2 separate regions of the Hordeum vulgare genome follow, and region 2 is linked to region 1. The links are chromatin contacts, called in public Hi-C maps. All regions are on one chromosome and are shown on one strand. Each heading gives the region's core, a stretch centred on a gene start, on an enhancer-like site or on the middle of the called end of the contact. The rest is flanking DNA. Distances are from core to core; before and after follow the strand shown.

What was found. A called contact is a pair of places that touch in the nucleus more often than the background predicts.
Region 2: a Hi-C map of leaf shows a contact between it and region 1, with 2.1 times the contacts expected there. The contact joins two enhancer-like sites. A contact is called at or near these places in 2 of 6 Hi-C or Micro-C datasets (both in leaf).

What each region holds. Positions count from the first base shown.
Region 1 is chr2H:573,432,107-573,435,734 of MorexV3_pseudomolecules_assembly, reverse strand. No RefSeq gene overlaps it. Among protein-coding and RNA genes, the nearest start is that of LOC123427390, 13 kb to the left of the region's middle. Within about 2 kb of position 1,929, at least 3 of the 3 cell types and tissues checked have open chromatin away from gene starts, as enhancers often do. A contact at or near this core is called in leaf, where this site is marked.
Region 2 is chr2H:573,497,423-573,501,050 of MorexV3_pseudomolecules_assembly, reverse strand. No RefSeq gene overlaps it. Among protein-coding and RNA genes, the nearest start is that of LOC123427391, 26 kb to the left of the region's middle. Within about 2 kb of position 1,975, at least 2 of the 3 cell types and tissues checked have open chromatin away from gene starts, as enhancers often do. A contact at or near this core is called in leaf, where this site is marked.

The sequences.
Region 1 (3,628 bases), core at 680-3,179:
TCACTTTAACACAAAAATATCCAATTCGATTAAAAGATAGGAATCATACTTTCAGCGGGTAAGGTCGGCTCACAAAATGGAAGTCGTGAGATAGGAAGAAGATCACGGAGAAATAACTGAATTAGGGATCAATCCATATGCGGCTTCCCTTCTCCCCTTTCCCATAGTAAACCAGCCAATAGTATCCATTCTTTTTTATAGCAAGGAAAAGGGGAGCACAATGGATTGACCCGTCGACTCCAGGAAGATAGCCGATGGTTCCCAACTCGCAGTCAATCGTTCTGATGACGCTATTCTCTAGACAAGGTTGAGTTGCGTGAGTGTTAATAAAACCGTCAGCTTCCTTCCCCACTCACCCCCCTCACTTTAACACAAAAAATCCAATTTGATTCAAAGATAGGAATCACACCTCCAGCAGGAAAGGTCGGCTCACGAAATGAGATGGAAAGAAGACCAGAAAGAAAGATCTAAATTAGGATCAAACCATACACGGTTTGCCTTCTCCCAATCCCCATAGTAAACCAGCCAATAATACCCATTCTTTTTTAAGAGAAGGAAAAAGGGAGCACAAGTGAAGTTTTTGCTTCCGAGCTCATATGTTCCCTCGTGGATAGTAAAATCAAAAATAAAGTAAAAAATCTATGGTAAACTTTGGCAAAAGTTTTGTATGATTACAAAATTTCAGCTCTAAAGAGCATTTGTGGAAGTCGTGGAGAAAAAAAATTGCTGCTCCAAAAAATGCTAGTTTCGGATACATTTTAGACTGTTGATTTTGTTTTTTTCGCTATAACTTGCAGGAATATTATTTGGTGCTGAATTAGATACGCATGTAAAATATTTGTCAAAGTTTATTAATATTTTACTACTTTTTTGATTTTACTATTCACAAAGGAGTATTTGAGCTCGGGAGTAGAATATGACTTTCCACACAAAGGCTAGATCTATGTTCTCGAGGAAGATAGGCAACGATGCTAGCATCCGCACCAGCCTATTGTTCGTGATAAGTAGGAGTAGAAGGGTGTGATTTACTTGAAGCGAGTCAAGCCGGTTTTATCCGGGTTTTTCTTTTCTTTTATTTTTGTTTTTCATCTCCATTTTTTCATTATAATTTTATTTGGTTTATTTTGTTTACTTTTTTGTTTTCTTTGTTTCTTTTGATTTTCATTCTACATTTGTTTTATACCAAAACATTTTTTAATAGACGTATAACATTTTTGCCAATACAAAATATTTTTAATATTTAGTCAATATTTTTTCTATACATATTTAAAAAATAAATCAAATGCTTGATTAATAATTTTTAAATACAAGGTTAACTTTTTTTGAATCAATGGTCAATTTGTCTGCTATGCATACTTTCAAACTTTTTTAAATGCTTGAATAATATTTTTCAAATGCAAGATTAATATTTTTTAATACATGTTCAATATTTTTATTTATGCCCATTTAATATTTTTAAATGCTTGATTAACATTTTTAAATACAATACTAATATTTCTTGAACACATGGTTAACAGTTTGTCTAAACACATTTAGCATTTTTCAAATGCTTATTTAACATTTTTCAAATACTTGTTTGACATTTTTACAAATTCTTGATTAATATTTTTATATTCATGATAAAAATTCATCATTTTTCAATACATGGTTTTGTTGTATACATTTAACTTTTTCAAATGCCTGATTAACATTTTTGAAATGTTTGTTTAGCATTTTCCAAATGTTTGGTCAATATTTATCAAAATTTTTATGTATAGTTATTTTTGTAATATATTTATTTAGAATATTTGAAAGTATAAAAAAAGTTAAAAAAGCAAAAAGAACAAAAAACAAGGTTGTTGTTTCCCGTGCGTCTGGACCATCCCAATTCGCGGCACCCTTCAGCGAGGTTCCCTATGTCTGGCTGAATGCGAGACATAGGGGTGCCTGTCTCCTCCTCGTTGTCAATGTCGTGCACTTCTCTGATATGGGACTGGACCACCTTGGACATGAGTGCATGGGCCATGAGCCACTCATTAGACAGTCTCCAGCTTTACGCTGAAAACCTCCTTGATTTCTATACAACCTTTTTCTAAAAAAAAAAACAGATTGCTAAAAAAACTAAAAACCTCCTTGCTAGCTAAAAAAACTCCTTGCTAGTTCCTGGGTAACATTTTACCGGAAGAGTGATCTCTTCGTGTTTTTGATTGACCTTCTTGGTCATGTAACAAATAGACTTTGTCCCCCTCTTCTTAATTAATTAGATGAAGGAAATCTTTTGCCTCTGTTTTAAAAAAACTTCTCACTTTGTTTCCAAAAATAATAATATAAAGTTGTTCTAGAAAAGACCCTCCTTGCCACCTGCTCAAACAATTTTGTTGCTCACAACAGCAGACTTCATCTCGCCTCCGTAATTTGTTTGAGACGACGTATGGAGCCCGTGTCTAACTAGTTGTACAATCACTACCTAATCATGAGGTTTGTTACTTGTGGTCCATATTGACCAAAGAACAACGGCAATCCAAACCAAGATCAAACATTTCATTTCACGAGCAAAAGCATGAACCCACCGATTCAACAACTGATCCACTTCGCTCACTAGTAAGGATGCTATCATGAGCCACCAGCCAAATTAATCGTTTGATACCCAAAGGAAACCTTATTTTTCGCAGTTATTTTTGTGGGAAAGAGGTATCCATCCACTACAATTCTAATAGAAAGAACTAACAGTGAATCTGCCATTTGTTTTTGTAAGAGGCCAAACAACATCATCTTTTAAACACCCCGCAAAAAAATCATCTTTTAAATCTACTAGACTTATTGACATTGTCATCAGCTTGCTTCAGTGATCTGTGTTCTTTCTCATAAAGCATACTTTCCTTCCCTCACTAAAGCAAAAATCATACTTCCTCTGTTCCTAAATATAAGTCTTTTAGAGGTTGCACTAATGGACTACATATGGATGTATATAGACATATTTTAGATTATAGATTCATTTATTTTGCTTTGTACGTAGACTTGTAATGAAATATCTTAAAAGACTTATATTTAGAAATGGGGGGAGTACAAAATAGGGAATGGCTAATACAGTGGTGCATCCCTATACACTAGTCCTCTCAAAACCTCAATCCTTTCTAATTCTAATTCTTGTTTTACAACATTTGTAAAAAGTATTTTTCACATGTAACGGGCCGCTCCAAAACATGGAGTCACCTGCCCTGCTTTTAAACAAAAAGAACACTTGTTCGTAACATAAATGATACTACCTTTTGCTAAAGTCCTCTACCATTTTCCAAACTCTTATTTCCAGATCTAACACCCCGGACCTGTTCATCAAGTTGATAGGAGTGGCGATAATGTTAGCAAGATGATGACTTTAGATTTATTGATTGATGTATTGAAATGATTGCATGCATCGTCCTGATGAAGAGGCCGAATGTCATTCTCCTTTTTAGAAAAGAAAAAGAAAAGAAAAAAAACACCTAGAACCAGTCTACAACTTTTGGCTAGGCCACTAAATGATACCACTTCCTCACGGCACATCCTCTTGCCACATTACCCTAGCTCCAAAACAATCTATTCTTTTCCTAACGCCCACTGAAATTTCATACAAAGACATAATATGAAAGGGAATGCTACTACTTAAACT
Region 2 (3,628 bases), core at 726-3,225, 65 kb before region 1:
TGTTAGGAATGAATAGATCATTCTTACCTCTCTTGGTTAGGACAAGTGACACACTATATGTGTGTCACTTATCATAACCTGTGAGTATTCTTTTTTTTTTCTTTCATAAATTCATTTATTCAAAATGTTGTATCTCTTATACCTTGCATCTAAATCTCAATCGTTTTTACAATTGGATTTCTTGGATAGAGATCTTCAAAACTAAATATCATTTTAATAGATTTCGTTAAACTTTTTCTTGAAAAAAAAACAGATGAAAAACCCAAACTGGGAGCACATTTTTTTTCCGCGTTATGTACTTGTGCCTTTCGTAGAAGCAAATCTGCATCTCCACGATAAGTAAATCTCTGTCTTCCGCGGAAGAAAAAAACACATTTTTTCTTCTTTTTTAATGAAATCCGTTCTCACGAAAGCAAATCCGTGTCTCCATAAGAAACGACTATGCGCCCTCGCAAAAAATGTTTTTTTTCAAGAGGCACAAGCCAATCTGTGCCAATAGGAGAAGTAACTCTATATCGCTTGCAAAAGGGAAAATATGTTTTTTTCTTCTTTTTCCAAGAGTCATGATTGTGCCTCTAATAGAAGCAAATTTATGCCCCTGAAAAAGTAAATATGTGTCACTCATGAAGGAAAAATCACGTTTTTCTGCACCAAATTGGTTTCAAATCTTTTTTTGTTCAAAATGTAAAAAAACCCAGGGGGACTCTTGCAGGGGCATAAATTTTGCTAGAAAAGGCAAAGAAAACGCTCAAAGCACGACACTCGGCGGGGACTGAAAGCTCACCAAGTGGTGCGCTCTCAACCCATGAAAAATGACTCTTGCAGTGGCTCTCAGAGGAGTACTACCTAATTGGTTGCTCTCTTATTTCCCGCTATTTGTCCCAAATTGTCAAGGCTACGTGAGAGATTTTGGGTGGGGCTTTCAGCGATCACGGTTTTGAAAACTTTCTAGAGGTTTCTAACTGATCTTTTTTCCCTTCTGTTTAGGGCTTATTTTTATGTTTCAATTTAGTTTTCATTCTGTTCTTTTTTCTTTATATTTCCACTTTCCTTTTTTCTTATTATTTTATAGTTTTTTTGTTTCTTTTATTTTTCATCTTTTTTTTATGTTCTCAAAAAATCAGATATTTTAAAAATGTTCTCATTTTTTCAAATTTGTTCAACTGTTCAAAAACTGGCCCTGTTTTGAAATACAGGTTTTACAGAAAATATTTGAAAATTCAAAATAGCTATAATTTTAAAATTGCCAAAAATGGCATTTATAAATTTTGAGCACAAATACAAGAGAATGTTCTGCTTTCAAATATTTCTCTAATTCAATGAATATTCATGTTTTAAGTTTGTGCACAAATTTAAAACAAGTTCTGGAATTTTAAAAATGTTTGCAATTCCAAAAATTATTTGTAATTTCCACAAATCTTTGCTTTTTCAATTTTTTCCTGTTTTTCAAAGAAATGTTGTTATTTGGATCTTTGTTCCTATTTTCCCAAAATATGTTTGACTTTCTAAAAAGATGTCCGCGTTTCCTCAAAATCTTTGACTTTTGAAAAAAATGTTCACAAATATGGAAAGAGTCACGTTTCAGAAAATATTTACTTTCTTCAAAAATAAAATAACAGTCAAAATTTCAAAAACAAAGAGATATGTCGCTGCTTATGGTTCATACAAAGTGGCCTGCCAATTTAGACACCAAATCTGAGTAACTATAGTGTCTAGCGACGTGGTTCACTGGCGGGACGTCCTGTGTTTGATCCCTTGCATGCACCCTTTTTTGGAAATTTTGCAAACTGGTGTTTGAGTTTTGCTACTGCTGTTAGTTTGTTTAAGTTTCATGTTGCAAATCTTGCACCAGATCTAGAGTCGCTCTTGCGTAACAATAGTCATCACATATTTGATCCCAGCGGCAACGTGCTCCTATTCATGCCAATTTTCACCTCACGGCCGTGGTGCCACTGCAAATGTGCCGGCCCAGGTGAGTTATCCTATGTGAAATGCTGACTTCCTGGGGCATCCCTATGTTCGGCTTCAAATGGGCCGGCCTATCTGCACGGGAGGCCGCGGCCTTTTTTTCCTGTTCTAGTTTTTTTTGCTATATATTGTACTTTCTTTATATTTTAAAATATTTTACATATGTATAAAAACATATTATAAAACACATTAAAAAATGTAGAATCATTATTAAAAATCTTAATAAGTATTTAAAAAATGTTTGATAAGTATTTAGTGTTTTAATAAATATTAAGAATGTTGAACAAGTATTTTACAAAAGTCAAGTATTAAAAATTGTTGAGTAAGTATGCAAAAAATGTTGACCAGTTATCTGAAAAATCTTAAATAAGTATTCAAAATATTGCACAAGTATTTAAAATGTTGAGTAAGTATTAAAAAATGTTCAATAAGCATTTAAAAAAAATGAATAAGCGTTCGAACAATATAGAACATATGTATACAAGAAAATGTTGACCAACGAGGAGACTAGGGATCGATTCCTGATTGTTCCCATTTCTTTTCTCTTTTTAAGACCGTGGGCGCGCACAACAAGATGCCCCAACTCTATAATTCTTGGCGTGATCGAGCCTTCGCGCATTGCTTAAGGTGAGAAATAGCCGCTGCGATCTTCTTGTTATAATGGAGGTCTCTCACTCGCAACTCATTCCACGGGGATCCAATTCGGCATTTTGCCGACCATTGTTTCTTTTCTTATTTTTCGAGTTTCTCCATATCAGTGTGGAGAATCATAGTTGGTGTTTAAGACGGGCCCTCTCCTCCAACAAGTTGGCGACCTGACTAGATCACCCACATGTTGTTGGACTTTTGCTACGCACGAGGACGAGCAATCACTTCAAAGGCATGCCTTTGGTCCAAGTTGAAGTACAATTAGGCCTCTCAAACCCTAGTGCAGTACTACAACATTTGTACTGCTTCCGTCTTGTGCAATTGCGTGCTCAAACAAAAGTTAGCCTCGTAGGCACCTAACACCACCACCAAATGATATAGTAGTGTACTGAAAAACATAATACTGGAAAGAATGGAGGAGCGCCACATAGGAGTGCGTAGACGAGAGCCCAGATCAGCTAGCTAAGTTCGTCTTGTGGAAAAATGAGAGAAGAAATAAAGGCTATGCTGCATATATACGCTACACGGATCATATGAGATGCGCCGCTTGTCAGGATCCTCGAACTGACCTCTCCGACAGGGACAACACGCGGGTGATTCGGATCGGAGGGAAGCCAGGCAGGCAGGCAGAGAGAGTCCTCTCCCCACACTCATCTCAGACATCTTCGTGATCATGATCAGTGATTGCTGCTTGCCCTAAATCGTATTTTCTCTTCTTTTCCACCCCATGTTTCAGTAATTTGGTCGTGTGTATATTCGATCGATGTATTAATTAGCTCTTGATATCGTGTTGCAAATATGCCGACGGCGATCTGGACTTCGAGGATCAATGCTACACATGATAAGAGAGAGCTTGATCCTACTCTGTCTATGAAGAAGACCCAAGAGGCTCTAGCTGTGCTCGAGCTACCTCGTGATCATGCTCGGCTTCTCCCGGGCCACGGTTGGCGACCATCAGACGAGGGATGGGTCAAGATCAACACTAATGGCAGTGTTGCAATGGAATCTAGAA